Linked DNA regions of Hordeum vulgare: region 2 is linked to region 1. A link is a contact called in public Hi-C data. All regions are on one chromosome and are shown on one strand. Each heading gives the region's core, a stretch centred on a gene start, on an enhancer-like site or on the middle of the called end of the contact. The rest is flanking DNA. Distances are from core to core; before and after follow the strand shown. Region 1 overlaps LOC123445140 (UDP-glucuronate:xylan alpha-glucuronosyltransferase 1-like). Region 2 has its middle 17 kb from the start of TRNAS-CGA.

Region 1 (4,803 bases), core at 1,357-3,856:
GGTTTGCATAGAAACATGCTGATTATTCATCATTACCGTTTGCAAATGGTTATCATCCACTCGTCTGTGGTTTTGCTAATTTGAATACCCATAATACCTGGAGGAGCTATCGTCTGTGGCAGTTGAAATATATTAGCAATCTCTCTGCTTTATCATAGACAAACGTCACCATCTTTTGTTCGAATATTGTCATAGTTGATACTTTGCTTTTACACCTTTTATTGTTGTCCCTGTATTACTTGGAATTTTCTGATGAATAACACCAAATCCTTTCTCTTACAGCAAGACTTTTCTCGGTAGACCGACGCAGAGAAGCATATGCTACCATACTGCATTCAGCAAGTGAGTATGTCTGTGGTGCAATCGCAGCAGCTCAAAGCATTCGTCAAGCAGGATCAACAAGGGACTTTGTTATTCTTGTCGATGACACCATAAGTGACCATCACCGAAAGGGCCTTGAATCTGCGGGTTGGAAGGTCAGAATAATTGAGAGGATCCGGAACCCGAAGGCCGAGCGTGATGCTTACAATGAGTGGAACTACAGCAAGTTCCGGTTGTGGCAGCTCACGGACTATGACAAGATCATATTCATAGATGCTGATCTGCTCATCTTGAGGAACATTGATTTCCTGTTTACAATGCCAGAAATCAGTGCAACCGGCAACAATGCAACACTCTTCAACTCTGGTGTCATGGTCATCGAACCCTCAAACTGCACATTCCAGCTGTTAATGGAGCACATCAATGAGATAACATCTTACAATGGTGGTGATCAGGGCTACTTGAATGAGATATTCACATGGTGGCATCGGATTCCCAAGCACATGAACTTCCTGAAGCATTTCTGGGAGGGTGATGAAGAGGAGGTGAAGGCGAAGAAGACCCAGCTGTTTGGCGCCAACCCACCGATCCTCTACGTCCTCCACTACCTGGGCCGCAAACCATGGCTATGCTTCCGGGACTATGACTGCAACTGGAACGTTCCGATACTGCGGGAGTTTGCCAGCGACATTGCGCACACCCGGTGGTGGAAGGTGCATGACAAGATGCCCAAGAAGCTCCAGAGCTACTGCCTGCTGAGGTCAAGGCTGAAGGCCGGGCTGGAGTGGGAGCGGAGGCAGGCAGAGAAGGCCAACTTCACCGACGGGCACTGGAAGCGGAACATCACGGACAAGAGGCTCAAGATTTGCTTCGAGAAGTTCTGCTTCTGGGAGAGCATGCTGTGGCACTGGGGTGAGGCCCCCAACTCGACGAAGAAGGCCTCGACGCCGGCACTGCCCACCGCGACCCTCTCAAGCTCATGATGGGATGTTGTGTAGATATTATCCTCCCCGAGAAATTTTAGCATACCAGAAGATACAGCAGACTCCCAGTCTCTCCTTGATACATACACAATAGCAACAGCTTGTAAAGGTAGCCATGCTGCTCCTAGGGCTTTCCTCAACAGCTATACATTTTGTTTGCTGCCAATGCCTTGGGGTCGCGCTCTCGTTGCTGCTGCTGCTGCCGCTCCAACCGCGACGGCTAACGATTTTTTGGTTGATGGATGGATGGATAATAATTCGTCGCGTGTAGGTAAATTTTCTTGGGCAAGACTTGTCTATGGCTCTGCGTTGGTGCAGCAGTAGTTAGCTTTTGTAATGTAATGTAATGTATGGTGGTTGTCGAACTGTTGGTTCCGGCGGCGTTGGTCTGGGGTGATGCAAGGTTCATATTTTGCTGACCGGCGGACGCCGCCGTTTCTCCTTTTTGGCACCATGGATGATGGACATGAACATGATGATGATGTAATGGAATTCGGGTTGGTTCAACTGCTCGGCGATTCGGTTCGCGGCGTACGGGGAGTTGTTGTTCCCTGTGTGTGCGTCATCTGAAATCGTTTGCTTGTGTTGTTGTTTTGCATCAGGTGCACTTGCCTTTGGGTTGCGTTGCATGTGTGTGTACGTTGAGGTGAGGTGAGCGTTGAAATGGCGTGCTGCTGGGAGGGCACACAACACATGGGGCGCACGCATGGAGAAGGAAGTTGGGTGAGCTGCTCCTGCCGATTGCATGGGATAGGAGGGAGAGGGACATCGCCCCCATCATTGCGAGGATCCATTATTTCGTGGTGCTCCGTTGGGTTCCTTGCATTGCAGGCAGCTGCGAGCTAGCGAGCGAGATCTTTGTTGAAGCCGCTCAGCGTGCTCGCTTTTCCGACAGCGTGCGCCTAGAAAGCACGAGGAGGACTAGGCTGTACTACTAACAAGCACTTTGTACTGCTTGCCCAGGATCGGGAGTAGGTTTGTTTTAAATTGCTTCCAGATCTGAACACGCTGTAGCTGAATGCTAAGCCAGTGTCTCTCCCCGCGGAAAGAAAAAGGGATGCATGTTAGTAGCACTACCACTACTGCTGTGACAACGAACGGGGTTCTCTGTGTGGCCATCTTCCCGGCTCCTTTGTCGGGGAACGCATGCCATGCCAGATGCCACGGACCGGCTCGGCGCCCGAACCAAGCGGCTTGGCCGGCGAGACCACGGCACAGTGCTTGCCGCACGGAGCAAGTACACGCGTCCGTGCGTCGTACACCTTGTCAGCGAGGGTGCCGGCTTTTGAGGTTTGACCGGGGAGAGAAACAAGGTGGGCGAGGAGGGCCTGCGTGGTCGGCGATGCAAGCTGTCGTCGGTGCCCTTCCCTTCTGCCGCGTCACGGCCTCACGGGCGCCGACGCTTCCACCGTCACGCATGGGGCATTTTCCTGCTTCTAAAGTTGATGATTTTTATTTACAGCGATCTGCGTCGGTTCGCAGGCTGTAAAGGTTTCGGTCGGTCGCGCCACATCCGTTGGATGCGAGTCCGTGTGACCATTGAATGTGGGCACCTAAAAATCTCCTCGGCTTCGTCTTCCTCGGATTGGATTCCGCAGCTCCCGCCTGGGGTCCTCGTCGCTCGCGCCACACCCGTTGGATGCAGGTCCGTGTGATCACTGAATGTGGGCACACAAAAATCTCGTGGGCTTTGTCTTCCTCGGATTGGATTCCGCAGCTCCTGCTTGGGGTCCTCGTCGGTCGCGCCACACCCGTTGGATGCGAGTCCGTGTGACCATCGAATGTGGGCACAGAAAAATCTCCTCGGCTTCGTCTTCCTCGGGTTGGATTCCGCAGCTCCCGCTCGGGGTCCTCGTCGGTCGCGCCACACCCGTTGGATGCGAGTCCGTGTGACCATTGAATGTGGGCACACAAAAATCTCCTCGGCTTTGTCTTCCTCGGATTGGATTTCGCAGCTCCCGCTCGAGGTCCTCGTCGGTCGCGCCACACCCGTTGGATGCGAGTCCGTGTGATCATTGAATGCGGGCACAGAAAAATCTCCTCGGCTTTGTCTTCCTCAGATTGGATTCCGCAGCTCCCGCTCGGGGTCCTCGTCGGTCGCGCCACACCCGTTGGATGCGAGTCCGTGTGATCATTGAATGTGGGCACAGAAAAATCTCCTCGGCTTTGTCTTCCTCGGATTGGATTCCGCAGCTCCCGCTCGGGGTCCTCGTCGTCGCGCCTCCGATCTCCTCTGAAGGCCGTCCTCATCGCTAGTCCCCACCTTGCTGGTTGTCCTCGTCGCCGCTCCACATCCTCTTCGGCCCTCCTCGTCATCGGTCCCCATCCTCGTCGGTTATCGTCCTCGTCGTCTCAACCTGTGCAACAACTGCACGTCCGGTTGTAGCTCCGCCGCCGCCCCTCGCCATTGATGCTCGTTAGTCCCTAAACGGAATTGCGTCGGCGGCGACATCAGCAATTCAACGTTGTTGACTGGATGTAGCAAAAAAGTTCAACGGTACTAGCAAAATCCAACTATAATTGCAACAATAATCATCATCCTCGTTGTCGCGAGGTCGCAATACCGCCTTGATGGATGTAGCAAAAAAGTTCGTCGGTAGTAGCAAAGTGCAATTACGGTTGCAGCAAAAATTCGTCGCATCCGTCTCTAGGCCGTAGGTCCACCTTGATGGATGTAGCAAAAAAGTTAGCCAGTAGTAGCAAAATGCAACTACGGTTGCAGCTTTCCTTGCTGGGCAGAGTTGATTGAAGCTTTTTCTGTCTATGATTGAAGCGTTTTTCAACAGTGTTTGAAGCTGTTTACATGACGGTTGCAACACTTGTATATGCGCGGATCCAACCATGGCGACAGGTGACGAGGACGACGAACGGAGGCTCGAACCAGCGATGCGAGCGACCGACAGGGGCGGAAACCAGCGATGCGGGCGGTCGACGGGGGGCCGACAGGAGCGCAGGGGCGAGCATTAGTGGCCCCCCTCGGCCATGCGCCGCACCATGCGAGAGAATCAGACCGCCAGATCAGATGAGATCGCACGAATCACACATGACCAACGGAACGTTTGGCCGACGCTCCAACCCGAAACGTTTCCCTTTCCTTCGTAGTACAACATAAACTAGTCTTTTCTATTTGTTACAGAAAAAAGAAAAACATATGGGCTTCTTCTTATGTTTCCCTATTGGGCTTTTTTTCTTTTCATTTTACATGAAAAAGGCCCTGTAAGGGAACGGGGAGGGCGTTCATGATTTCAATCCTTTCCTCCCGAACAAATGCTTTCATAAGGGGGAACCCTTGTATCAAACGGTTCGTTTGGTCCGGAAATCCCGAGTCCAAACGTGCTGGAGATATCCGCATCTTTTTGTTTAGATTTTCTTTAAGAAACTTGTTTGTTTTATTCATTCAAAACAAATGTCATAGATACAATGTTTGTGTTATGGGGAATATCTAATCACACATGCCTACCCACACTTAAATTACAAGCAAACTTGGCGACATTATTAA
Region 2 (4,803 bases), core at 1,322-3,821, 290 kb before region 1:
GTAAAGCACAGCCATCGCAAATGGGCCGGTTCAGGGTGAGGTGTCTTGGAAAGTCGTTAGAGCATTTATAACTTGAGTCCTCAAACTCTCCTCAAACGTCCGGACACGCCGCGTGGTCACTGCTCGGTCATAATAACCCAGACGGAACTCTCAAACCGGTCTCAAACGACCGGGCTGAGCGGCATCCCTCATTTCCAATGCAAATATGAGACGGGTATGGGCGCACCCGCCACGTCGGACTCGACAGCCCGACCCTACCTCAAATTGCACCAAATCCCCCAAACTCTTCCTCCTCCTCCCGCCGCCCAGCAACATTTCCCTCGACCGACCCCTCACCGTCCGGCATCCTTGCTCTCCATCCTCAGCACCGTCCCAATCCGTCGCTGTGATGTCTTCTACCCCGTCCCGACCGCCATGACGGAGACGCGGTTTGCCTCGTCCGTCGGTAACCCTTCCTTCGCTTCGTCGTGCAAGTCGGAGAACATCGCTCTTAAGTTGCGCCGTCACCGGCAGCGACACAGGGAGTTGGCTACCCAGGTACATGCGGGCGTCATCGACGAGATGTCTCCCCCGACACGTCGGGATCCCCTAACCCCATCCATGCAAGCGTCGGTGCGGATTGTGTCGTCCGGCACCGTCAAGACCGAGGAGGAGGAGGATGAGACGGACGGGTGGACCCTTTGGGAGAGCTTTCTGGCCACGCAGGAGACGTCGGTCCATGAGTGTAAGTCCCCGCAGCTTGTTCGAGAGCGGGTGAGCACATGCAACCCCACCGCCCGGGCTGCACTCGACATGTTCGATGAAATGTCTCAACAAGACTGGTACGTTTTATCTTGTCCGATCTAATGATTAATGTTCTGTATAGTTTACTAGTTCGCATAGATGATTGCTTGCGAACCATGAACATGTAGGAGACATAATTGGCAAGTATGATCAATGAGAATGAAGGTCTGGCCCATGCGGAATATGAAATGGAGGAGACAGGCGCATTTGTGATTGGGACAACATCCAATCCCAATCCTACCAAGAAGAAGAAGAAGGGCAAGACGATGAAGGTAAGAGGGCTTGATTTGTGAAGATATGCGGACATCTTGTTGGTCAAATCTTGATTAAACACAACAATGGATAGAATAAGTGGTACCGAGCAAAAGAGGAGCACATATTGGAAGAAGATTTGAAAGGACTATCATGAACGGAAGTTGTATGTGGAGTTACATCCTAGCGTGAGCACCCGTAATGTGGCATCTCTCCAACATTGATGGGGGGTCATTCAAGGAGAAGTGAACAAGTACATCGCTTACTACTCGTAAATTACCAAACGGTCTCAAAGTGGGATGGGAGTGGCAACTCATGTAAGCTCGATTGCCTCATCTTATTGTCATTTCAATATGTTGATGTGTTTTTATTCTTGTGCTCATACTTATGTTGTATGCTAGGTGGCGGTGGCAGCCACTTTGTATCACAAGACCGAGAAGAGGCCATTTGCTTTTAGCCATTGTTGGGTCTTATCGGATGGCAAGCCAAAGTGACAACAAGTGGTGACCGACCTCAAGGACGGAAAGAAGAGGAATGATGGCTCAAGCTCCCACCAACCCATTGGGTTGGACGATGATGACGATGACATTGTCGTCAACAAAGGAAAAGCTACCGTGCCACATGATAACCGGCTACTCATGGGAATTAAGTGGGAGAAGGCAAGGATCTCCCATGACGCCACTGCCACAAAAATGCCGACCACATGGACGACATTTTTCGGCAAGGGAGAGAAAGAAAGAGGAGAGGTACAAGCTTATGTTGGATGCGCAAAAGAAGAGGATGGAGTGGGATCGGACGAGGGCACAAAGACGGCTTGAAATTGAGAGGGAGGAGATCGAGTTGGAGAAGCAAGAGGGGCGATCAAATGGGAACTCTAGAAGGCCAAGACATTTAAAGACACTGAGCTCGAGAAGGAGAGGTTGCAACTCTCACGCGACGAGGAGGATGCAAAAATCATGCTCTCGAATGAATCCACTTTGGATGAACATGCCAAAGATGGCTTGTGGACACGAAGAAGAAGATCAACGGACGTAGAGTGTTGGAGGCAGCCAGGGCGGCTAAAACCGTGGCAGCGGAGTAGGCGGCCAGGATGCAGGTTGTGGAGGCAGCCCAGATCCAAGCGGTAATCCTTGTGATGATGCAGGCGGAGGAAGCAGCCCGGATGCAGGTGGACATGAACAAACTCATCCGGCCAGTGGTCTGACAACACTTGTTGGTCGGACACTGATTTTATTTTGGCATGTCTGTTTGATAAAACTATGACATCATTTGCTTTTATTTAAAAATATTGAATTCGGATAATTTGTATCAGATGATCAACGTGTATGGTTTTATATGGATATAAAATATGTGGATGCACGAAACGAAACGAAATATAAAGAACCATTTGAATGTGTCCGCAGCTGTATCCGACGCATCCACGGGCTTATATGGAGTCAGATCTGTCCAGTTCCTACTGTAGATGCTCTTACACGGCATATAGGAGGTCCCATCAAACACGGCCTCCCCCTTCCGTGAAGCACCGCCGTGCACAGCACAAGCAGGCACAAGGCAAGCAGCGCTTGGCGGGGGTGGGATAGACGCAACCATCGTCTCCTTCCCTTTTTTGACTGGACAAAACCTGCACCTCCTTCTCTTTCAGAGAAAAAATTTACTCGTCGACGCGACTAACTTTCGCCGCTGCTAGAAACGCAATGATGGCCGCCACTGAAAGGTCGCCGCTGTCTCGTTGATTTGGCAGCTGCAGTATTTTCTACCGGTAGTAATGTGCACCTACAAATCCTGTCGAGCTGCCGCCCCCGAGAACACGGCAAATACTGGATTTCGCATGCAGCTAGCCGTACGCGAGGAGTGGAAAGTATATTTATTCTGCTGTCTCGCACGGATTTGGGAATCCGCGGTGGTAGCTTTCCGGCACGCCGTGTGCGAGTGAAACAAATTTACACCTCCACGACAGGCAACTGGATTCAAGTCAACCCTTGAAGAGATGCTGAACTTTCACCTCGACTGGTGTACAAGTCAACCGCCTAGTAGAGATGGTTATTTTTCGAACGAAGGGCTCGTGGCATGTACAAAATATCAGCAAACCTGCATTGCACACAAATATCGTTGTTAGAGCATCTAGAGCCTTCCCCACGCCCTGTCTGATCAGACAAGAGAGAGAAGAAAAAAAATAATTCATCCTGACCCATATATCGTCCCTGTATGTCCGGCTGTTCGTGAACCCTCATATCCATCTTAAATATAAAAAGGGTATGAGGGCTCGCGTACGCGACAGGGCGCGTCCGGTCAGTCCATCACATATGACACGACCCTATCCCGGACCACATTTATCTCTTTTTATTCATTCTTTTTTTTATCCCTCTTCGTCTTTATCAATTACATGCAAGTGACAAGACATATAAGAAAGAAAATAAAAAATATGGCTGCGTGGACGGACAAATAAGAAAGATGTCCGGCTTTGATTTAGCGTGTTTGTGGGTGTTTGAGGGACCGAATTTGCAAGTTTCGGCTGTAAATGCTCTTAGTATTTAAAATTTGAGCAAAGGAGCACTGAATTTCCGAATGTTCATTCGCACAGCTAACAAGATTTTCTGAATGTTCCACGTGAAGAACTGAAATATATATACCCACGCAACAGACTGCGGTCGAGCTTGACCGAAATGCATACATGTGGTAGTAGTTTTTACACTCAACAGTTCAACACCAACGCCGCTGTACAGTATAGGATAGGAGAACCGTCCCTGCCTGCACGTACGTACCGAATTGAAGGATGAGAGAACCACCAACTCGTACGAGCTTCTGGAGCGCAGCATGCAGCCGCAGCAGAATTGTACACGCCGTGCACGTAGCCGTCCGTGGACGCATTAACCATTCTAGAGGAGACCGAGGACATGCACAGGAGGACAAGCACTAGAAAGTTGGAGAAAGAAACCAAGGCTCTACGTAAAAAAGGACATGCATGGCTTCACTCGCTCTGCAAATCCAGGGAGCGACTAAACTTTCCCATTACTCGTAGCGCCAAGGCTCTGCGCAGATATCTTGCCACCATGCAGGTATCTTCGTCCCGGTTTTCGCCGCCGTTTCTTCTCAGGCCACACCGTCAGAGCGAGAGAGAAACGAAATTTCAACCATGATTCGACCGTCGCAATGGCATGCGCATCTTGCATGCCGGCGATCCACGAAGCTTGCCGCTCGGACGTACATCTGGACGTCTATCGGGCGATAGGCTAGACCACTGGGCTAGACCGCAGAGCGCCTGTTCATGCCGTACGAGTAGCATTTACGATCAGTTAATTAGGGTTCACAGCTGCTTGCAGGGTGCAGGTATTGTTACAGTCACCGCGGCGCTCTGTGTCAGGGATAAGAATAGTTGGCGTATCAGATGCCTAAACGCTTGAGTGGAACTCTTCTTCCGATGCTCGCTTAGGCAGGGGCTGTACAGAGGTAGCTCCAGGGGCTTCTGTTGCAGCTGTAAAGAAGGAACGCTGACATCCCCTGGCTAACCCACAGCAGATGGACCATTTTTATTAATGGATGAACCGGCAGCCGTAGCATGAAATTTCGATTTTGGTTATGGTTTTGCATTTTCGAATACACGAATGAAAGTCCTTTAAAATACACGCAATGGGAAAATGTGAGGACGCATTTTTTCTGTTTGTAAGGGTGCAGAGGACATGAATATTTTCCCCGCAGACGTATGTTTATTTATTTTTGGATGAAATTTTTTGATCTATTTATCAAACATCATGACATTACAAAGAACAC

The links. Hi-C and Micro-C count contacts between places; a contact is called where the count stands out from the background.
Region 2: a contact with region 1 is called in a Hi-C map of seedling, with 2.2 times the contacts expected there. The contact joins two enhancer-like sites. A contact is called at or near these places in 3 of 6 Hi-C or Micro-C datasets (leaf and seedling).

What each region holds. Positions count from the first base shown.
Region 1 is chr3H:565,018,509-565,023,311 of MorexV3_pseudomolecules_assembly, reverse strand. LOC123445140 (UDP-glucuronate:xylan alpha-glucuronosyltransferase 1-like) reads left to right here. Exons shown (of 5, transcript XM_045122081.1): 5 at 283-1,811. The coding sequence ends at 1,304. Among protein-coding and RNA genes, the nearest start is that of LOC123445140, 6.4 kb to the left of the region's middle. Within about 2 kb of position 2,606, at least 3 of the 3 cell types and tissues checked have open chromatin away from gene starts, as enhancers often do. A contact at or near this core is called in seedling, where this site is marked.
Region 2 is chr3H:565,310,404-565,315,206 of MorexV3_pseudomolecules_assembly, reverse strand. No RefSeq gene overlaps it. Among protein-coding and RNA genes, the nearest start is that of TRNAS-CGA, 17 kb to the left of the region's middle. Within about 2 kb of position 2,571, at least 1 of the 3 cell types and tissues checked has open chromatin away from gene starts, as enhancers often do. A contact at or near this core is called in seedling, where this site is marked.